Regions from separate parts of the Mus musculus genome. Here all the other regions are linked to region 6. Evidence: chromatin contacts called from public Hi-C, HiChIP or PLAC-seq and promoter capture Hi-C data. All regions are on one chromosome and are shown on one strand. Each heading gives the region's core, a stretch centred on a gene start, on an enhancer-like site or on the middle of the called end of the contact. The rest is flanking DNA. Distances are from core to core; before and after follow the strand shown.

The links. Promoter capture Hi-C pulls out the DNA fragments that hold promoters and counts their contacts. A called contact is a pair of places that touch in the nucleus more often than the background predicts. HiChIP or PLAC-seq counts read pairs in DNA pulled down with a chosen protein or histone mark. Capture Hi-C pulls out chosen DNA fragments and counts their contacts.
Region 1: an H3K4me3 HiChIP or PLAC-seq map of bone marrow-derived macrophages shows a contact between it and region 6, with 3 times the contacts expected there. The contact joins the promoter of Zdhhc1 here to the promoter of Pla2g15 in region 6. A contact is called at or near these places in 2 of 39 promoter capture datasets (neural stem cells and pre-B cells), 2 of 115 datasets of contacts at active chromatin or transcription factors (bone marrow-derived macrophages and large pre-B cells) and 1 of 9 other capture datasets (pancreatic islet).
Region 2: a Hi-C map of CD8 T cells shows a contact between it and region 6, with 2.4 times the contacts expected there. The contact joins the promoter of Ripor1 here to the promoter of Pla2g15 in region 6. A contact is called at or near these places in 4 of 39 promoter capture datasets (the C10 cell line, fetal liver, liver and 1 more), 3 of 484 Hi-C or Micro-C datasets (CD8 T cells, double positive thymocytes and embryonic stem cells), 8 of 115 datasets of contacts at active chromatin or transcription factors (T-cell acute lymphoblastic leukemia, astrocytes, bone marrow-derived macrophages and 5 more) and 1 of 9 other capture datasets (liver).
Region 3: a contact with region 6 is called in a promoter capture Hi-C map of pancreatic islet. The contact joins the promoter of Sntb2 here to the promoter of Pla2g15 in region 6. A contact is called at or near these places in 1 of 39 promoter capture datasets (cranial neural crest), 1 of 484 Hi-C or Micro-C datasets (embryonic stem cells), 3 of 115 datasets of contacts at active chromatin or transcription factors (bone marrow-derived macrophages, extraembryonic endoderm stem cells and pancreatic cancer cells) and 2 of 9 other capture datasets (liver and pancreatic islet).
Region 4: a contact with region 6 is called in an H3K4me3 HiChIP or PLAC-seq map of bone marrow-derived macrophages, with 2.4 times the contacts expected there. The contact joins the promoter of Ctcf here to the promoter of Pla2g15 in region 6. A contact is called at or near these places in 5 of 39 promoter capture datasets (3T3-L1-derived adipocytes, fetal liver, hematopoietic stem and progenitor cells and 2 more), 2 of 484 Hi-C or Micro-C datasets (both in embryonic stem cells), 10 of 115 datasets of contacts at active chromatin or transcription factors (bone marrow-derived macrophages, effector CD8 T cells, embryonic stem cells and 7 more) and 1 of 9 other capture datasets (adipose tissue).
Region 5: a contact with region 6 is called in a promoter capture Hi-C map of liver, with 2.5 times the contacts expected there. The contact joins the promoter of Tango6 here to the promoter of Pla2g15 in region 6. A contact is called at or near these places in 3 of 39 promoter capture datasets (hippocampal neurons and liver) and 2 of 115 datasets of contacts at active chromatin or transcription factors (astrocytes and pancreatic cancer cells).
Region 7: a contact with region 6 is called in a promoter capture Hi-C map of pre-B cells, with 7 times the contacts expected there. The contact joins the promoter of Atp6v0d1 here to the promoter of Pla2g15 in region 6. A contact is called at or near these places in 9 of 39 promoter capture datasets (the C10 cell line, embryonic stem cells, fetal liver and 5 more), 2 of 484 Hi-C or Micro-C datasets (CD4 T cells and regulatory T cells), 6 of 115 datasets of contacts at active chromatin or transcription factors (bone marrow-derived macrophages, large pre-B cells, memory CD8 T cells and 3 more) and 1 of 9 other capture datasets (adipose tissue).

Annotation. Positions count from the first base shown.
Region 1 is chr8:105,495,678-105,498,667 of GRCm38.p6, forward strand. Zdhhc1 (zinc finger, DHHC domain containing 1) reads right to left here and starts at 1,385. Exons shown (of 14, transcript NM_175160.5): 1 at 1,133-1,385.
Region 2 is chr8:105,603,784-105,606,483 of GRCm38.p6, forward strand. Ripor1 (RHO family interacting cell polarization regulator 1) reads left to right here and starts at 1,446. Exons shown (of 22, transcript NM_001081241.2): 1 at 1,446-1,567.
Region 3 is chr8:106,934,384-106,937,115 of GRCm38.p6, forward strand. It overlaps Sntb2 (syntrophin, basic 2), which reads left to right and starts at 1,357. Exons shown (of 7, transcript NM_009229.5): 1 at 1,357-1,938. The coding sequence starts at 1,419.
Region 4 is chr8:105,635,180-105,637,946 of GRCm38.p6, forward strand. Ctcf (CCCTC-binding factor) reads left to right here and starts at 1,359. Exons shown (of 12, transcript NM_181322.3): 1 at 1,359-1,541. Gm5914 (predicted gene 5914) reads right to left here and starts at 2,295. Exons shown (of 2, transcript NR_151742.1): 1 at 2,101-2,295.
Region 5 is chr8:106,681,514-106,684,357 of GRCm38.p6, forward strand. It overlaps Tango6 (transport and golgi organization 6), which reads left to right and starts at 1,555. Exons shown (of 18, transcript NM_173037.1): 1 at 1,555-1,742. The coding sequence starts at 1,640.
Region 6 is chr8:106,148,742-106,151,672 of GRCm38.p6, forward strand. It overlaps Pla2g15 (phospholipase A2, group XV), which reads left to right and starts at 1,613. Exons shown (of 6, transcript NM_133792.3): 1 at 1,613-1,872. The coding sequence starts at 1,746.
Region 7 is chr8:105,564,329-105,567,329 of GRCm38.p6, forward strand. Atp6v0d1 (ATPase, H+ transporting, lysosomal V0 subunit D1) reads right to left here and starts at 1,736. Exons shown (of 8, transcript NM_013477.4): 1 at 1,455-1,736. The coding sequence starts at 1,584. Agrp (agouti related neuropeptide) reads right to left here. Exons shown (of 5, transcript NM_001271806.1): 4 at 2,792-2,874; 5 at 2,367-2,610. The coding sequence ends at 2,428. It overlaps Gm38250 (predicted gene, 38250), which reads left to right and starts at 1,852. Exons shown (of 4, transcript NR_168532.1): 1 at 1,852-1,946; 2 at 2,041-2,142.

The DNA.
Region 1 (2,990 bases), core at 135-2,634, 650 kb before region 6:
AACAATAGGGGGAGAAAAATCTAGGCTAATTAAACACCACAGCTGCTTTTATTACATCTCCTGGTGATTATCTGTATACAGCTGGTCTCCCACAACCAAAACATCAGCTCCACAAAAGGAGTGACCACCCTCATCTAACCTAGCTCGCCCTTGGTAAAGGAAGTGAAGCCACCCACTTCTTACCAGCTCTGCTACCCTAAGATCACTGAGCCCTTATGCTGTTTCCATAATAACAGCCGTTGCTGCCACTTAGAAGGCACTTATTCTACGCCAGGCGCTGCTTGAAGCGCTTACACAGAAATTCACTTAATTCAATACTCTGAGGTAGCCCTATGATTTCAAACTGTTCCCACAGATCTCTAGTCCTTGGTCTCATATGTGGCCTCCCCCATCCACCCCACCTCCACGATCCCCTGTTACTTTGTCTCATGACACGTGACACGAGAACATGACAACAACACTCCGTATGCACAGATGAGGACCGGGAGAGATTTGTGGGTTCCAGGAGGCTCGGCTACACTCGCTGCACTATGGTAATCTTCAAATGATTTCTGCTCAGCAGACAGAGAGGATAAAGCCCTTTTGAAAATTTGAAACTCATTAAACGCTTCAGGGACTCCCTTCACGTTCTGGGATAAAAGTTGAAAACCCTCACTTTAGGAACTACCCTAGCATTTCCGTCCCATACTATACTAATGCTCTGCTACCTGGACTTTTTTGTTCGCTTTTCCCTCTTTCAGAAACACCCTTCCCCTAGTCGCAATTCCGGCTCCTTCCCAGCCTCCGTGTTTAAGCATCACCTTTAGGGCCCACCCGAACCCTTAATGAGACCTGAAATTACTCTAGTCACGTGTCTGGCGCCTGTTTCCCCAACCCATCACTTAATTCTCTGTGGGTTGCGAAGGCTGAAGGCTCGGAGGCCCGACGCATGGCACATTGCCTGGCGATCGGTGGGCGCTCAGTGCGGATCTATGGCCCTGATTAATGATAAAAGGAAGTCCCGCGCTCCACTGGGTCGGCGAAACCCAGCAGCAGGCCGAGACAGGCCCAGAGTCCCGCCAGGCACCGGCGCAGCGCGGGCCGGTGGCTCAGGCCAAGCTCGGAGGTGAGAAACGCTGCAGCCGCTCCTCACCTGCGCGTGGTGGCAGCCGCGCCAGATGCGGCCTGCCAAGGTCAGCCAGCGGCTCGGCCCCGCCCTGCCCGTCCACCCTCCCCAGGGCGGCCGCACTTCAGACCGTCCGGGCAAAGTCGGTCCCCCGGACACGGAGGAGACGCGTCCCGGAGCGCGGCTCCATCCCGGACGGAGGTTGGGCCTCAGAGTCCTTCCGCCTTAGCAAGGACCCGCTGGCAGTGCAGCCGTGCCAGGCCAAGGCAGGCTGGGCCTTGCCCGGCGCGGGGCCCGTTCCCCTGGCAACAGCGCGAACTACGGCGCCCCACAGCGGCCAAACCGCGCTGCGTCACTTCGCAGGAGCATCGTGGCTCTGGGCGGAGTTTGCCAAGTGCCCCCTGACTCTAAAGCATGCCCACTCTCATTTTCCCCCATAACCTTTCACAGGGAAAATACACTCTCTTCCACCTCCCATCTACAATTTGTCTTCCAAGAATCCTACTCTCCTCAAAACGTGTCATGTATCTAGTTTCTCCTCTAAATCACTCTTGGGAAGACCCCAACTAATCTAGGGTTTTTGCTCATTTTCTTTTATTTTAAATTGTGTGTGAGTGTGTGTACATGTGCGCGCACGTGTGCATGTGTGTATTAGAAACAGGGTCACATGCTGGCCTCAAATTTGCGATTCTCCCACCTTTGCCTCCCAAATTTGCTGGAATTCTAGTAAAGATATGGCTGCTGCACTCTCAAAGTATGTGTTAAGTGCCAGGCACATCATGAGGAGCACTCAGGGATTCCTGCCCTTGAAGGAAATAACAGGTTGAAGGAGACAGACCTAAACAAATGCCTTACCCAACTGAAAATGTGAGCAACTACAATGTAAGGTGTGAAGTATAAGAATTTAGTATTGATAACACAAAATGTCTAATTTTTTTCTTCAAATGTTTTGTTTTTTGTTTTGGGGGGTTTTATTGTTTTTGTTTAGGGGTGTGATGGGGATTGAGACAGAGTAGTAGCCCTGGCTGACCTGAAACTCACTATGTAAACCAGGCTGGCCTCAAACTCACAGATCTGCCTGCCTCAGGCTCCAGAGTGTTAGAATTGAAGCATGTGCCACCACATGCTTTTTTTAAGAAAAGATTTATTTGAGGGGAGCTGAAGAGATGGATCATAGGTTAAGAGTAATGGCTGTTCCTCCAGAGGTCCTGAGTTCAATTCCCAGCAACTGCATAGGGGGTGGGGTGGGGTGTTCATAACCATTTATAATGGGATGTGATTCCCTCTCCTAGTGATATATATATATCACTCATATATATAAAATAAATAAACAAACCTTTAGAAAAAGATTTATTTGTGGGTCAGGGGGAGTCAGAGAGATGGCTCAGCAGTTAAGAGCACTAAGCACTCTTCCAAAGGACCCAGGTTCAAACCCTAGCACATGTATGACAGCTCACAACTGTCTGTAACTCCAAGATCTGACACTCTCACACAGACACACATGCAGGCAAAACACCAATGCACATTTTTTTTTTAAAGATTTATTTATTTATTATATGTAAGTACACTGTAGCTGTCTTCAGACACTCCAGAAGAGGGAGTCAGATCTTGTTACAGATGGTTGTGAGCCACCATGTGGTTGCTGGGATTTGAACTCCTGACCTTCGGAAGAGCAGTCGGGTGCTCTTACCCACTGAGCCATCTCACCAGCCCACCAATGCACATTTTAAAAAATTAAAATAAAAAGACTTGTTTGGGGGCCAGGAATGACAGCTCATGCCTTTGATCCCAGCACTCTGGAGGCAGAAGCAAGAGGATCTCTGTGAGTTTAAGTCCAACCTGGTCTATATAGTGAGTTTCAAGCCACTCAGGGCTATGTAGTTAG
Region 2 (2,700 bases), core at 196-2,695, 550 kb before region 6:
CCGCAGTTCAAAACATTGGCTGTTTTTTCCAGAGAACCTGGATTCAATTCCCAGCACCCACAGGCCAATCACTCACAATTGTAATTCCAGTACCAGGGGATCTGACATCCTCACACAGATATACATGCAGGCAAAACACCAATGCACATAAAATAAAACTAAATAAATTAAATAAAAAATAAAAAAAAAGAGCCCGGCAGTGGTGGCGCATGCCTTTAATCCCAGCACTTGGGAGGCAGAGGCAGGTAGATCTCTGGGTGATCTCTGGGTGTTTGAGGCCAGCCTGCTCTACAGAGAGAGTTCCAGAACAGCCAGGGCTACATAGTGTTAGACCCTGTGTTTAAAAGAAAAAAAAATCCTGGGAAAGGGATGGGGGCATTCACAAGGGCATCCAGGGCTCTGGAACAAGCAAGTGTTCTGGGGGAAAAGCCTGGAGGGTTGAGAAAGAGGCTGAGGGTGTCTCTGGAAAGAGCCTAGGGGGATGAAGATGTTGGTATTCCAGAATCCTACCATATCGGGTTGTTGAGACCTACGCTCAGGATCAGTGTCAGGCTCAGAAATTCAGGCACCTCTTAAAATCCATCAGACCACCCCTGAGTATGCCTGACCTACCTCAAAAGATGAGATGTTGCAGGAAACAGGAACGCCAAGAGGTGGAGGATAGGGACAGGGGGTTGGAGAGAGCTAATAGCATCTGGTTAATAATGGGAGGGGTAGGGGATTGGAGTCAGCTTGTTGGTCAGGCCAGCTCTCTGTTACACCATAACTCATTTTTGCCTTTGACCCCCATGGCCAATGTATGTTCCCAGTACGCATACCCAGACCTTACCAGGTTAGTCACTTATATCCCAGAAACAAAATCTGTAACTCCCCAGAAAGCAGTACCCGCTGAGTGGTTACACGCTTGCCTGGCCTAGCTATGAGCCCTATTTATAAGGAAGACGTTGTCGAAAAGGCTCTCTGATCCTACAGCGGGAAACTGAGGCTGGCTGAAAAAGTGGGAAGGGATGAGGGGCAGAACTTCAACCCAGAAGGTGTGCGACGGTTAGGCCAGATTCTGGTTCCCTTATCTAAGCCTCTCCAGACCCTAAGCACTTCCTCCAACCACCCCAACTTTCCGTGTCAGCTCCAAGAACCTGTTTATGGTGACAGGAAGGGAGCCTGAGGTCTTTAGAGCTGCAGAGATCTGGGTAAGAGGCAAGTAGGAGGGGTTCCCTAGCGCCCCCTACCCCAGATTTAAGGTCTGCATGCAGTTCCCAGGAAGCTGTCCGGTTCCCGCAGACACCTTCGCTCTCCCTTCGCTCTCCCTTTCCACAAGCTGGTTGACACGGTAGGCAGACCACTCTGCCGGGTAACTCGCGAAGGCGGAGCGAGCTGTGGGCGCCCCTTCGGGGTGCGGGAGCCGGAGGGGAGCGCAGGAGGTGGGGCCCAGAGGGGCGGGGCGGGGCGGCGGAGAGGAGGGAGGGGCAGGCGCCGGCCGCGGCGACAGCGGCAGCTGCAGCGCGAGCAGGCCGGGCAACGCCGAGAGTACCGACAGCGCGAGGTCCTTGCAGCCCAGCGCAGCCATGTGAGTGTCCGCGCCGTTTCCTAAGGCCGTGGCGGGGAGAAGGGGCGAGCTGTGGATCCCGTGCGTCCTGCACCCGCGCCGCCCATCGGCTCCCGGACTTGCGACCGGGTCCCGCCTCACCCCGTTCTCGCGACCCGGATCGCGCCGTGTCTTTTCTCCCCACCCCCACCCCCACCCCGGGCACGGAGAACGCAGCTTCGCCCCACAAAAGCCGCCGCCTCCGGCTCTGCCGCGCCCGCCGCCTCCTCCCTTCCCTTCCGCGCCCAGGCCGCCACGGCAGTGCCCCGGGGCTCCACTGTGGGCAGGCCCGAGGGCGAGCCTGAGACGCCTTTCTGGGCCTGGGATTGGCTTTATCCTGGAGCCTGCGGTGCGGCAGAGGCTGATCTGGGAATGGGAACGGGGCGACAGGGTGCAGGAGACCCCCTAGATGAGCTAGCTAGTGTTCCTGGCCCTGGTCGACCTAAGCTGCTTTGGGGCCAGGCCCGAGGTGACTGAAGACTGAATTTGCCCGAGGCCACACTCTCCACCCAAACCGAAGCTGAAGCTGGAGAAGGTCGTTTTGGCGGCGGTCGACAGACCCTGTCCCTGGAAATGGAAGCTGCTATGGGGACTCAGCAAACAGTCAGAACTAAGCATCCTGTAGAACTGGTTTGGGGAAGGGGTTGTTCAACCAGGGCTAGAGCCCCGGCTATGTCAGCTTTTAGGACCCTCTGTCCTCCTATCTTAAGTTAAGTCTGAGTGTGACCTCTCTTACCGGCCCTTCCAAATCATTTCTGATGTGCGTGCAGGCTGGTCTCGTGTGTAAAATCTAATACAATAATAACGGTGTCCTGGCCACCGTCTATGTGGCTGCGTGCGTCTTGGACCTGCACATTCGACTGACATGCAGCCTTCTGAGAAGGTGTATGACCATCTGGCAGATGTAAATACTGGGCCAGAGAGGTTAGCAGCATTTTCAAGGTCACACAGCTGGGTTGGGAAGAAGCAAGAATTCACTATCCACCTCTCTAGTATTGACAGTGGGGGTTGGGAGCACTACAGCCGGACAAGGACTGCCAAGGCTCCCTCGTCTACCTCCCACACAGTCCTGGGCCCTGTGGGCAGCAGAGCGAGATGAGCAGTCCCTGGGCCTG
Region 3 (2,732 bases), core at 107-2,606, 790 kb after region 6:
GAGTAGAGAAGATTGTCCTCAACAGTGGGAACCGGCACCATCCAATCAGGTGAGGGCTGCCAGGGAACAGTAAGACGCGGTATACTCACTCTATGAAAACTGGGACATCGCTCTCCTGCCACACTTCAGGGCTCCTGGTTTTTCATGGACTGGGCCAGCTTTTACATAGTAGCTTTCCACTCCGACCCTGCTCCCCCGCTTCTGCCCCCTCAGGCCTCTCTGGTCTTCTGATAGCTTCAGATTTCTACCTAGTCCTCAGGTCTTTGGATTTGGATTCAGAGCCTTTTTCTGCAGATGGCAGATTGTGGAGTTTAGCCTCATAATCTTGTGGCTAATCTCGCACAATCTTTGTTAACTATATATACCCGTTGGTCTGTGGGGAACTCTAAAACATCAGCATGCTGCAAATGTCTTTGACCTTGCGCACTGTGGGTTCCCAGTGCTTAAGAAGACAGGTCCCGGGCTGGCGAGGTGGCTCAGTGGGTAAGAGCACCCGACTGCTCTTCCAAAGGTCCAGAGTTCAAATCCCAGCAACCACATGGTGGCTTACAACCATCCGTAACAAGAACTGACTCCTTCTTCTGGTGTGTCTGAAGACAGCTACAGTGTACTTACATATAATAAATAAATCTTTAAAAAAAAAAAAAAAAAAAGAAGAAGACAGGTCCCCTCTAATTACAGGCCAGCAGACAGGTGATTTTTAAAAGCAGTGACAAAGTCTTGGATCCACACCTTTGATCCCATGTCACTTATGCTGTGTCCCCTGCTTGTGCTCACACCAAGACTAACCAAATGTTGTTTTATCCTGTTCTTAGGGAGGTCTGCAGTCTTTTTAACCACAGAGAATCACACCTAGCTGGTTGCCTCTGTTTTTCTTTCCCATTAGACCACAAGCTCTCTCGGCTGAGGTGCATTTTATTCAGTGTGTCTCTAGGGCCTTAAAAGGAGCCCAGCACACCTCTGAGCGCTCAGGGCTGCTTTTTTTTTTTTTTTTTTTTTTTTTTGCAATGAACCAATCAATGCAAGAATGAACGCGCCAACCCGGCCCTGCAGGATCGCAAAGAGCCTCTCTACAAGCTGACTTTGCTCTCCCTGCCCGGGCAGCTCTCGTAGAAGAGGTGAGGAGTTCGAGGAGGTCACGGAGAACCAAAGCAAAGGACGGCGGGGTGCCTCGCTGCACGAGGCGCTGCCCACCTCCGAAGAGCTTTCAGTGAACCAGGACAACCTCGCCTCCCGGAAGCGGCCTCGCCGGCCTTCCCCCCGCCCCTCCGGAAAGTGGGCGTGGCCCTCATGAATAATGAATCGCCGGGGGGAGGGGAGGGGTCCGCCCCCCTCGGGCGGGAAGGGGGAAGCGCCGAGGCTGCCTGACTGGAATCGGGGGAGCTGCAGCAACGGCGGCTGCGGGAGCAGGGCCGGCCATGGCGGTGTGGACGCGGGCCACCAAAGCGGGGCTGGTGGAGCTGCTTCTAAGGGAGCGCTGGGTGCGGGTGGTGGCCGAGCTCAGTGGCGAGAGCCTGAGCCTGACGGGCGACGCCGCCGCAGTCGAGCCTGAGCCGCCGGCGGCCGCCTTCAACGGTCTTCCGAACGGCGGCGGCGGCGAGTCTCTGCCCGGGAGCCCGAACCGTGGCCTGGGGCCGCCCAGCCCTCCCGCGCCGCCCCGCGGTCCCGCGGGGGAAGCGAGCGCCTCGCCGCCCGTGCGCCGAGTGCGAGTGGTGAAGCAAGAGGCGGGCGGCCTGGGCATCAGCATCAAGGGCGGCCGCGAGAACCGGATGCCGATCCTCATCTCCAAGATCTTCCCGGGGCTGGCGGCCGACCAGAGCCGGGCGCTGCGGCTGGGCGACGCCATCCTGTCGGTGAACGGCACCGACCTGCGCCAGGCCACCCACGACCAGGCCGTGCAGGCGCTGAAGCGCGCGGGCAAGGAGGTGCTGCTGGAGGGTGAGCGGGGGCCGAGCGGGAGGCGGCGGGGTGGCGGCCTGGGCTCGCCTGCGCGCACTTTGTTTCTGCCCACCCTGACGCCTGTGCGGGGCTCGCCGGTTCCCTCCGCCCCGGCCACCAGACCTCCTCTTGTGGGGCTCCAGAGTGTGGAAAAACTGAGGCGTCCAGCGAGAAGAAAGTTGGGCAGCCACCGAAGTGTTACTTTACCGCCCCTTAGCGAGACTCAGCTGAGATTTAGGGGGTGGGGGGAGCAGCAGCCGCGTGCGAAGCTCACCCCTAAGTCTTGCACGATAAGCTGACACTAAGCACTAACTACCGGGAGAGCGATCGGCTCGAGTTCTTTAGTCTCCTTTTTTTCCCTGTTGGGAAGCGTTGGTTGGACGCTTTCTTTAGTCACCTCGGGCTCCCCGGGCGGGCCGGTCTATTAAATCCATCCACACCGATGCCAGCAGTTTGCTTGGGCAAACCACCAAAGCACTGGTTAATTTATGGGAATTTAACCCATCATTGGCTCTCAACAATAACCAGAGAAGATCACAGCACTTTGTGGAAGGCAGAGAGCTGATACAGCAAGTTTGTGAGGTTAATGAGCCTTGTTTAACAGTGGAGGCTCACGTGTTTGAGCATTTTACTGCCAACTAGAGTTTCGCCCCTTTTGCAAGAGCCCGGTGCCAGCTTCCTATCGCTGGCAGGCGTGCTGCCGCAAGACCAGTAGACATTTTATAAGAATCCTGAAACGGGTACCATCACATATGTGTGAATAGCCTTTACCTTAAGTGTAGATGCGATCTTGT
Region 4 (2,767 bases), core at 109-2,608, 510 kb before region 6:
TAATAAACTCAATAGCTAAGCCTCTGGCTGAACTGTACCGGAACTCTCAGCATCTGAAAACCAGAAACCTCTCTTCCTGCCTCAAACTTACTTCTGGTCTTGGATTCTACAATCCAACAGTCTAGACTTGTCTTTCTGTTTACTTCCTTGTCTATTATCCTCTTTCTAATCTTGGACTTTCTCTTCTATCTTTCCTCTAAGTCCAGTCATGGAGGGAAGCTCCACAACAGTGGGTGAATGGACTCAAGATGTTTAAACACATTTGCCTTAGTTACTGACATCTGAACAGTGGGATCTTACATGCTTCTAACTTTCCGATTCTTTTGGGGGGAATAAACAATATCTATTGATAATGGACCAGCATACCCACAACACAGCCCAGATGTATATGAATAGGGCAGAAGCTTGCTGCCAGGTGCATTTGTTATCCAAACAGCTAAAGCAAGAGAACTGGGACTACAATCCCGAGTCACATTCCAAGGCTATGGGGGGCGGGGAGAGAAGATGATTAGAACACCTGCCAATAGGGTCTTCCCGGGAAAGGGAAGGGATTAAGTACCACCGACTGGGAACCGAAATAAAAAGAACAGTCTTAAAAACTTAGACGTTCACGGTGCCAAATACAGCTAAACACGACTGCTGTGGTGTGGTCTGCTATATCTCCGGACTGAGGTGACTCTGTCCCGATTCTCTTAATTTCACATTCGGTTTTCTAAGGCCCTTTTCTTGGGAGGAAGACTACTAAGATCCCCGGGCGAAGCCCCTAGCAGTCGATCTTGAGCACTGGGCAAGTGTCGGAGAAGTGAGAGAGTGCGGGAACTCACTGCATTTGACTCGGCGGCGGGACAGGGTGCAGAGCTAACCCCGGGTGGGAGGAGACCGGGCAGGGTAGAACCCTGGCGCTTCCTCAACCCCCACGGCCCCAGCCCCGCGCGCTTACTTCAGCTCCCCGTCGTCCTCCCGCCCTTCGCAGCTTGGAGGGAAAATGAGCGAGCTAAGGAAATCAGGGCAACTAGGCGGAGACCCGATCGCCCAGAAGCCGCCAGCCTCCGCCCAGGGAAGCCCCACCCCAATGGGAACCAGGCCGCCTCCGCGCCGCCGGCAGAGCCCACGCGCGACCCGGCGAGGGCGCGGGAGGGCGCGTGCGGCGTGACGCCGCGCCTCGCGGCGCATCCCCGTGACGCCATCGCGCCGGCTTTTGAAAGTTGGCGCCCGGGGCCGCCTCCCATGCTGCCCTGCGCCAACCCCTCCCCTCACCTTTCCTCCCCCGCCCTCGTCGCCGCCGGCCGGCCCCCCCCACCCGACTCTTCCCTTATCAGCACCCGCGGCCCCGGCAGCGCCGACGCAGGCGCACTGCACCGCGCCGCCGCCATTTTGTGTCCGAGCCTGTGGAGCGATTAAACCGTGCGCGGAGCTGCTTCTTTGGCGGCAGCGGCGACCAGCAGCAGCCGGTGCGGGCGCGCGGAGCCGGCCGGGGACGCCAGGTGGCCGGAGCGGTGGAGCGGCGGCGGAGCGGGCGCCGCGGGGGGTGTGGCGCGAAGGTAAAGGGGGCCCGGGGTGGAGGAGGTTTCGCGGGCCGCCTCTAGGTGTCACGATGGGGCCGCTCCGGTCGGCGCTGGCTGCAGCCCGGCGCCAGCGCCAGCGCCGCCGCCGGGGGGTGTTTGTCTCCCTCTACCGTCCCTGCTGCGGCGCGGCCGCCGCCATTGCCCGGCGCCGCCGCCAGGGCCTGGCCAACCCCCTCCACGCCCGCCCGCCCGCCCGCTAAGCTTCCCTCCTCCCAACATGGTAGGCCTCTGGCGGCGGTGGCGACAGAGGCCTGCGCGCTCGGCGACTCCATTTTCCTTCCTTTGTCTCTACCCTCGAGGCCGGCTTTTGGCCCGGCTGATCTTCGGGCCACGGCCCGCCCTCTGCCCCTCCCGCGACGGATACCCCTTACCGAGTCTGGACCCTCTGAGGCTCGGTTGCCGCCGCTTGCTTCGCCTAGGGGTTCTGAACCCTCGGCCGGCCGCTTAGCCAGGTCCCGGAACCGTGTGGGTGTCGGGTCCCGACCGACGCGCCTCAGACTCCCCATCTTCAAGTCCAGCCGGTCCCGGAACCTACCCGATCTCCCTGCGTTGCTTCTCCAGCAGCTGGGGTGCTCTCTAGTCTCTCGTAGTCCGATCGTCCCCGCTGCCGGTCTCCGTCGCCGCCGAGTGTCGCAGGCGGCGCTGCTGTGGCTGCGAGCAGAGGGGACCCCTGAGCTGCCGAGAGCTCCCTCTGCAAGGCTGGCTGAGCTGCTCGCGCCTCGACGCCGCCCGAGCGGGCGGGGGAACGCGCGCTCGCCGCCCCCGCCGGGCCCCGCTGCGCCCCCAAACTCACGCCAGGGCATCGCGCGGGACCCGACCGGTGCGGCCCCCAATGGTGCGCGGAAAAAGACACGAATTCCTGCACCAAAGTAGTTTTTCTCCAGCTGTATTCGCACTCTTTCAGCCCCTTGAAACGATAGCAGTCAGACTTGGTGCGCTCAGAAATCTCAAAAGGGACTGAAACTTAATTTCACTCTCATCTCAAGTGATGTGATAAACTCATAAATTCGGGAGCATGGGCTGGTTGCGATGGTACAGGCGACGCTGGAGTTTGCCTCCTATTTAAAATGTCCTGACGCTAACTTTGCACTCCACTTAGGACCTGATGCTCTAGGGCTAGGCTAAGACAGTTCAGCCCCTCTCTAGAGATCGTGCAAACCGATCTAATGCGCCAATAGGGTAGAATGAACTTATTCATGACT
Region 5 (2,844 bases), core at 305-2,804, 530 kb after region 6:
TATGAGTTTCGACCCCAGAGCTCTGTGCTTTCATGTTGCTGCTTTATTTCGACCCCAGAGCTCTGGTCTGTGTGCTTTCATGTCGCTGCTTTATTAAATCTTGCCTTCTACATTTTATGTATGGTCTCAGTGTCTTCTTGGGTACGCGGCTGTCCCGGGACTTGAGTGGTCTGAGTGAGGGTCTCCCCTCGAGGGTCTTTCACCATCACCCAACAAAACCAAGATATTCCAATGGGGCTGTCTGTAGCTAACACATTCACAGATACAGGATATGTGTGTGTGCGTATTTATCTTTAGATTAAAGAATTATTTATTTTACAGTTATGAGTATTTTGCCTGTACGTGTGTCTGTGCCCCACATGAGTGGCTGGTCATCTTGGAAGCCAGAAGAGGGCATTGGATCCCCTAGAATTGGAGTTATACATGGCTGTGAGCCACCTTGTAGGCGATGGGAATTAAACCTGGGTCCTCTACAAGAACAACACCACGGATCCATCTCTCTATCCCAGTGTGTATTTACTTTTAAATGTCAGAAAAAGGAATCAGTAATACAAAGTTGAATATTTTTTGTTACTGTTACTTTTGGGGAGAAAGTTATGAACTTGTCTTGCCACGTCAGCTTCCCTGAACGCTGGTGTCATTGGTGTGAGCTTCTCTTTCAGGGTCTATGTACATCTGTGAACTTTATTTATTGTGTTTCTTTCAGTACTTGAAAATTTACATACTAAAATGTGTATTATTTTTACGAGAAACTATTTCTGTTCCCTCCCCCACCCCCTGGGTTGAAGTACTGAGGACCAAACTCATGGTTGTGTGCTAGAGTGTTATTACTGGATAACATTTCCAATCCTTCATAGCTTTTAGACGGTCTCACTAAGCTGCCTTCACTGGTTTTGAACACGTGATTCTCTATAGCTGAGATTTAGAAGCATGGGCCACCATGCAAGACTACTTGTGTTTTTTTTCTTTTTGTTTTTGAGTCAGGGTCTCTCAGAGTTCCTGGTTGGCCTTGAGCTTACTATGTATGTAGACCAGGCTGACCTTTGGTTCTAAGTACTAGACTTAAAGATACATGTCACCACATTGGTCTTTTATTTTACCTTTTCAATTATATTTTCTTTCTTTTTTTTTTTTTTTTAAAGATTTTATTTATTTATTATATGTAAGTACACTGTAGCTGTTTTCAGACACACCAGAAGAGGGCGTCAGATCTCGTTACGGATGGTTGTGAGCCACCATGTGGTTGCTGGGATTTGAACTCTGGACCTTTTGAAGAGTAGTCGGGTGCTCTTACCCACTGAGCCATCTCACCAGCCCCCTATATTTTCTTTTAAAAAATATTTTGTAAGTTATGCTTGTGCATGCGTGTGTATGCGCATGAGTTGCTGGACCTGAGTTTGCAGGCTGGTGTCTGATAGGGATGCTGGGAATTGAACTGGGGCGCTCTGGGAGAACACAAGAAACTGTATCTTGTTTTTTTTTTTTTTCCCGGAGAAGGGGCGTTCCAGACAGAGTAGGCCCCGCCCCAGGTCTTGGGCCCCGCCCTCCAGCAGAGGACACGCCTCCGCCACATTCAAAATGGCGGCCGCGCTGGCCCACTTGGGTGTTTGAGCACGTCGCAGGTCGCTCCACTCCAATCATGGCGGCCTCCGGACCGGCGGCGGCTGCGCCGAGTGGCGTTCTGGTGACATGTGGTCTGGAGCAGGTTCTGGAAGCGCTGAAGTTGCTGCTGAGCCCGGGAGGTGAGAGGACGAGTCTCGGCGCGGGGCTGGACCTGAGGCTCGCGGGGTCGCGGGTCACCCAGGCTCGCCCTGGCTGCTACCGCATGTTTCCCGCAGGCCCTCCCGGCATCTCCATCCCCACTCCCGGGAGCGCTTGGGCTCTGTGCAGTCTCACTTAAAACTTAAACTGAAGCTCCAGGAAAGGGCCTGCAGTCCGCTGACCGCTGATGCCGGCCGAGGTCCGTTGGGCGCCTCGCTGAGCAGCGGCTTCGGTCCACTGTTTGCTCCAGCACAGCCCTGACACAGGGACTGGAGACGCCTTCACACAGGTGTAATGTGATGTCCCAACCGCTTGAGGGCTCCGAGCCTGGTGTGCACGCTTGAGATTTGTACAAAATGCCAAGTGACCAGAGATGCCCAGCAGGGACGTTTTTTGGCTGAATTTGAGGAAGATTTTTAAGGGTTTCTGTTTTGGTATCAGAGGTGCACAGTCACCTTTAATCACTTGTTGAGTTAACTTCCCAGTTTAGTATTTGAAGAGACCTTGGGAATAGTGAGACCTTGCATTCTCACTGTTGAGTCCCAATTTGTGGTGGTTTGAACTGCCTCTGCCTCCCCAGTGCTGGGATTAAAGGCAAGCATGACCATTCACACCTCCTGCCCCTTTCTTTCTTTAGACAGGGTATCACTGTATAGTTAAGGTTTGTCCTGGAACTCACACCTCAAATCAGGTGGTTATATTAGAGGGATGTCCATGGACCTAGAACTCAGTTCTGCCTGATCTCCTTGTCAGACTAAGGCAGATTATTCAGAATAGAACTTCTGATGGCATCTGGAAACGTAGAAGGGTGTAAGAAAATAGGATCCTAATTATAAGCACAGCATGTCTGGGTGCGTGTAGAATTATCAAGGTAAAGGCAACGTGTGTGATTACAAGGTGAACACTCTCGGTCTTAAATGTCGACCCCCAAACTACAGCTGCAAACATTACAGAGTACTTAGTGGGACGTGAAAAGCAATTAGTAGTAGATGATTGCCTACTAAGCGCCAGTCCCTATAGTCCATTTACTTGTAGATCATTTAGTCCTCACAGCAGTCTCCTAAGTATTAATAGGCATTAATT
Region 6 (2,931 bases), core at 363-2,862:
GTAACTCTATTACATTAGACTGAAGTCCTCTTTCTGACTTCTGCAGGCACCAGGCATGTATGTGATACACATACATGTAGGCAGAAATACTCATACATCTAAATAAAACAAATAGATCGTTTAAAAACAAAACAAAACAAAACTTTCTAAGCTGTGAGGTGATGGCACACACCTTTAATGCCAGCTCTAGGGAGGCAGAGGCAGGGGGATCTCTGTAAGGTTGGGGCCCAGCTTGGTGAGTACCAGGATACCCAGAACGGCCGAGAGAAATCCTCCTGTCTCAAAAAACCAAAATACAATTTAATAAATAAATAACTTCCTATTTTGCTATAAAAACTAGAATTGTTGGCATTAACGTGGGGTCAGCTGTTTACCAAGAAGAGGGAAGGAAGAGGTGGGGGGTGGAGCAGAAGTCTTGGGACCAAGCAGTGTCCCAGAAGCACAGTTGGCCTTCAGAAGGAAGTATGTAGAGGGTTATTTCTCAGAAGCACTGGTCAGTTCACCCCCAGAGTGTTGGCATATTACTGGGTGTTGAGCCTTTTGCCTACTACCGTCTGGGCCCCAGCTCCTCGCTCCAGTCAGTCTTATGCCCTTCCTGAGTCCTCAGGCTTGCGCGGACAGGGGCTAAAGTGCCAACATGAGCTCTCGAGCCCTGTTCTTTGCAGGGGAATCCTACAGAGAAATGGTTCAGACTTTCAGATCCAAACCACTCCCAACTCTATTCGTGTGCTGCACTTACAGAGTGACAGACCGTTTGAAACAGGCTGATCTCTGGGCCGTAGTGCCGCAAGCCTTTAATCCCAGCACTTGGGAGGCAGAGGCAGGCGGATTTCTGAGTTCAAGGCCAGCCTGGTCTACAAAGTGAGTTCCAGGACAGCCAGGACTGCACAGAGAAACCCTGTCTCGAAAAACAAAACAGAAAGAAAGAAAGAAAGAAAGAAAGAAAGAAAGAAAGAAAGAAAGGAAGGAAGGAAGGAAGGAAGGAAGGAAGGAAGAAAGAAAGAAAGAAAGAAAGAAAGAAAGAAAGAAAGAAAGAAAGAAAGAAAGAAAGAAAGAAAGAAAGAAAGAAAGAAAGAAAGAGAGAAAAAGAAAGAAAAAAGAAAAGAAAGAAAGGCTGTTTTAGCTTCTTCTCCCAGACCTGCTTCTTGGGTTCTAACATGCATTTCTACCGGCAAGGCAGACAGTAAAAGTTTTCTGGACGTGGGCGGCCAAACCTAGATGCCCCTGGGGATGCCAGTGTAAAGGCCGTATAAAGGTCCTGGACAGCTGCTGGTCACCCGAGTTCCAAAACACTAACTTCCTCTTTTTTTGTTTAGAGACCATTCACCCATAGCAAATGAAGGGCATGTTTTTGGTCCTTGTGCTGTGGGAAGGCTAGGAATTAGGAATGAGAACTACTTGAGTGGACTTTGAGAATTGTTCTGTGTTGGGTTCACGGTGAGGTGAGATGGGGCTGTGTAGGAGCAGGGCGACAGCTGGGATGATAAGCGGCTCCCATCGGTTGGTCGATCGATGCGTTCGGCGCGCAGCAAAGTCCCGGAGGTGGGCATGGGCGGGTGGTGAGCTCCGGTGGGAGGGACGCTCGTGGCGGAGAGTTGCAATTGGTAGAGCCTTAGCAAGAGGCGGGTCTTAATTGACTGGTATCTGCGAGCGGTGGGGTTAACTAGCTGAGCTGCGGCCCGGGCCTAGGCACGATCCCTAATCTCTAAAGCAGCCCCTTGGACCTGCGACCACAGTCTCACGCCATGGATCGCCATCTCTGCACCTGTCGCGAGACCCAGCTCCGGAGTGGCCTCCTGTTACCTCTGTTTCTACTAATGATGCTGGCAGACCTGACGCTCCCGGCCCAACGTCACCCCCCGGTGGTGCTGGGTGAGACTCGTGTTCAGGGTGGTGGTGGGTGGATCCTGCAGGATCCAGTGCAGCCAGGGTCTGGTGGGCCAACTGCTCTGTTGTGCATCTGCTTTAAGCACGAAACCCAGAGCATTTGGTTTCTAACCTGGGTCAGTTCGGTTAGCCCACCTCCCGCCATACCGGGCATGGGTGTGGTCTGGAGCCCTCTGAAACGTGAGAGTAAAGGGAATAGATAATGTCTGGCTTTCCACTCCACCTAACTGCAACAGCTCCAAACCTTGCCTCGCCATGCCCCCATTTCTTAGCTGGAAAGACTGAGGCAATTCAACCCTACTTCAGCGGGTTCCTAGGCAGTCTCAGAATCGGTCATTACCTCCTACCCTCTCTATTTCACAGGGAATGAGTGGTAGCAAGTTCTATCCACGCTGGCCCCCAAAAGCATTTCTCTGCTCTCAGCTTATGGAATGGATGGTATTGACTTTCGAGGAGATGGCCTAAGGGAAACAGGGTGGCTAAGGGAAGGGAGGAGAGAGGAATGGGGTTGGGACAACAGTCTTGAACTGGCGTTGAGGGAGTCCGGGAGTCTGAGAGCATGCCTCCACTCTCCGCTTCCAGACCTAATTACTCTAGGCTGTACTGAGGCCAGGTGACATTCCCTGCCCACTTGCTCTTCTGTCTTAGACTTGGCAGCGGAACAGAAATAACAATGTTTCTATGTGGTAATAGGCCAGGCTAAAATCTCTAGGAGTCTTAGATGCCCCATTCAGCCAATGGAAGTCGTTTTGAACTGGTGTTTCGCTGGCCAGGACTCCTGAGAACAGAGACATGCTGAAACGTACGCTATATATATGTTTATGTATGTATATGTGTGTGTGTGTGTATATATATATATATTTTCTTTCTGCTGGAGCATAAATTCCTGTGCTCTTTCTTCCCTTTTTTCTTTTTGTCTTGTCTTAGACAGGGTTTTTCTGTGTAACCCTGGCTGTCCTGGAACGCACTCTGTAGACCAGGCTGGCCTTGAACTCAGATACCCACCTGCCTCTCCCTCCCAAGTACTAAGATCAAGGGTGTATG
Region 7 (3,001 bases), core at 486-2,985, 580 kb before region 6:
AACATCAGAAGTATTTGATAAGAAGTTTCTACATTGGGTGAATCACCCAGCCTCTTCCAGCTACAAGCCCCTTTCTTCAAAGGAATCCTTTAGGACTCAGAGATGGGAACTCATGTCTCTGTCCTTTACTACCATGTGCGTGGAGGGTCTAGAATTAGGGACATCTCTAGCTTAGTACATCTGCTACAGTTGAGCCATCTAACTTTAGATCAGTGGTTCTCAACCTTCCTAAAGCTGCAACCCTTTAAAACACCTTATGTTGTGGTGACCCCCAACTATAAAAATTATTTTCATTGCTGCTTCACAACTGTAATTTTGCTACTGTTGTTAACCATAAATATTTGTGGTTTTCAATGGTCTTAGGTGACCCTTATGACCGTCAAAGGGATGGTGACCCACAAGTTGGAAACTGTTGCTTTAGATTTATGTGTTAAGAAAGAGGAACTTGGGGGCTGGCGAGATGGCTCAACGGTTAAGAGAACCGATTGCTCTTCTGAAGGTCCTGAGTTCAAATCCCAGCAACTACATGGTGGCTCACAACCATCCGTAAAGAGATCTGATGCCCTCTTCTGGTGTATCTGAAGACAGGTACAGTGTACTTACATATAACAATAAATAAATCTTAAAAAAAAAAAAAAGGAAAAGAAAGAAAGAGGAACTTAGCTTTCTGTCACTCTTGTGTAAGAAACTGGTGCCCTGCCGGGCGTGGTGGTGTGCGCCTTTAATCCCAGCACTTGGCAGGTGAATTTCTGAGTTTGAGGCCAGCTTGGTCTACAGAGTGAGTTCCAAGACAGCCAGGGCTACACAGAGAAACCCTGTCTCGAAAAACCAAGAAAGAAAGAAAGAAACAAACAAACAAACTGGTGCCCCAACAGTGCTGGGGTGGGGTGTGAATGCAGGTTGGGGCCAAATACTTGTACGTGAATTTCTGATTTACAGAGCCACCTCTTGCTTTTCCAAACAGTCTTGAAGACTCTACACAGCCAGCGGTTCAGAGCTGGGAGGAACCTCTCGCTAAACTGGCTTAGCAATTCCCCAGGACGACCCAACCCTCAGACCAACACCACCAAGACACAACGATTCTAAAGCCCTTGGGGGAGGAGAGAAGCCTTTTCCATCTAACTTCCCTAGGCACTGCCACCCAACAGGCCTAGGGTTGGGCCAGGGGGAAGAAGCTTGGAGGCGCACTCGTCGCGCCGGCTAACCAATCCTCGGGGACCCGTCCTTCTAAATTATAGGACTAGCTCGACGAGGTTAGAGGCAACCCGAGCCCAGGTAAACCACTGCGGTTCTTGAAGGCTTGTTTACGTCTGGGCCCCCGCGCAGAGCCGCAGCTAGAGGCAGACTCCTTCCTGACATGCCCACCATCAATCAGCTCGCGGGTTCCCAGAGGCCTCGCGTGCCCTTCCCGGCTCAGGGAGGCCCCCCTCAGACAGCCCGGACCCGCGGCTCACCCTCGAGCGTCTCGCACTGCACCAGGTTGAGGTAGTCCGCCTGGCTGAGCACCCCGGCCTTCAGGCCGCGCACTAATCCCTCCAAGTAGCCATTGTCCACGTTGAAATAGAGCTCCGGGAAGAACGACATGGCTGCGGCGGGGGTGGGAGGCGGCAGGGGAGGCGGGGGGCGGCGGGACCAGAGAGCCCCGATCTGCCCGCACGCAACTAGACTCCCCGGATCAGCTGACGCGGCGGCCGCAGCGGGCTGTCAAGTGCGTCAGGTGACGCACCGCGTCTCACGTGACCGCAGTAGGGCCTGGCTCTTAAATGGCTCCAGTTTCCGGGCACCCTGGCACGCATGCGTTACTCTGGAGTGCCCGACCGGCTATAACTGCCCTCCCGGCGCCTGCGCACTAAGGAAAGGCGGCCCTGGAGCGCCTAGCGGAGAGCAAAGAAAGGTCGATGATGGAAATCGACCGCGTGGTGGTGCTAATACCCTCAGGATGCGAGGTGGGCCCTAAGTTGAGTTTTCCTGGGTTTGGCGCTTCTGTCTGGCTTCATTAGGGCCAGCCGGGTAAAGCTGAGCGGGTGTGCTATTCCTTAGGCTGTCGAGGCTGTCTCCTACCAGACAGAAACCGAGGTCCAAGGAAGAGGAGGGGAGAGTTTCGGAGCCAAATGGTTATCCTCCAACTAGACTTTACACCCGGTAAGCCGCACTGCGCCCGCTTTCCCGGCGTTTGTTGCACTAGTTCTCTAGGACCGGGGTGTGGCCTTCTGATTTCCCCAAGGGGCCTGGTGCCTTAAACTCGCCCATATATGTGGTTCAGATGATGGTGTAGCTTAGACCCCGAGGTTATGGTGTGTGTGGTTCCAGCATGACGACGCCCCGACAACCCTTCGACAGCCACGTTTGAAATAACCACAGCTTTAAGGTTAAACCGTCCCATCCTTTATTCTCATCCCCTGCCTTTGCCCAAACAACATCCATTGGCTAGGTGCGACTACAGAGGTTCGTGGCCGTACCCAGCTTGCGGCAGTAGCAAAAGGCATTGAAGAAGCGGCAGTAGCACGTAGCGCACGGGTCGCAGCAAGGTACCTGCTGTCCCAAGCAGGACTCGTGCAGCCTTACACAGCGACGCGGAGAACGAGACTCGCGGTTCTGTGGATCTAGCACCTGCATTCGTAGGGGAATAAGGTTCAGGAAACTCTCAAACCCCGACCCCAGTAGGGTGGCAGTGGACTGAGGTCAGGGAGGGGCTGCAGTTCTGCCCAGGTTGGGTAATCCGGAAGTGGGGAGAGATGATGGTATCTGATGCGCCCTACCTTCTACTTTATCCCTTTCCCTAATGAGTTACCTCCGCCAAAGCTTCTGCCTTCTGCAGCAGAACTTCTTCTGCTCGGTCTGCAGTTGTCTTCTTGAGGCCATTCAGACTTAGACCTGGGGCAGAAGATGTGAGGGCCACACCCACCATGCACCAAGTACCCACCTCCCTAGGTTGGGATTGGGATTGGGGAAGGAGGTCTAAGCCTGGGCGGGCAGGTCTGTGGCCAGCAATGGTCGTTGC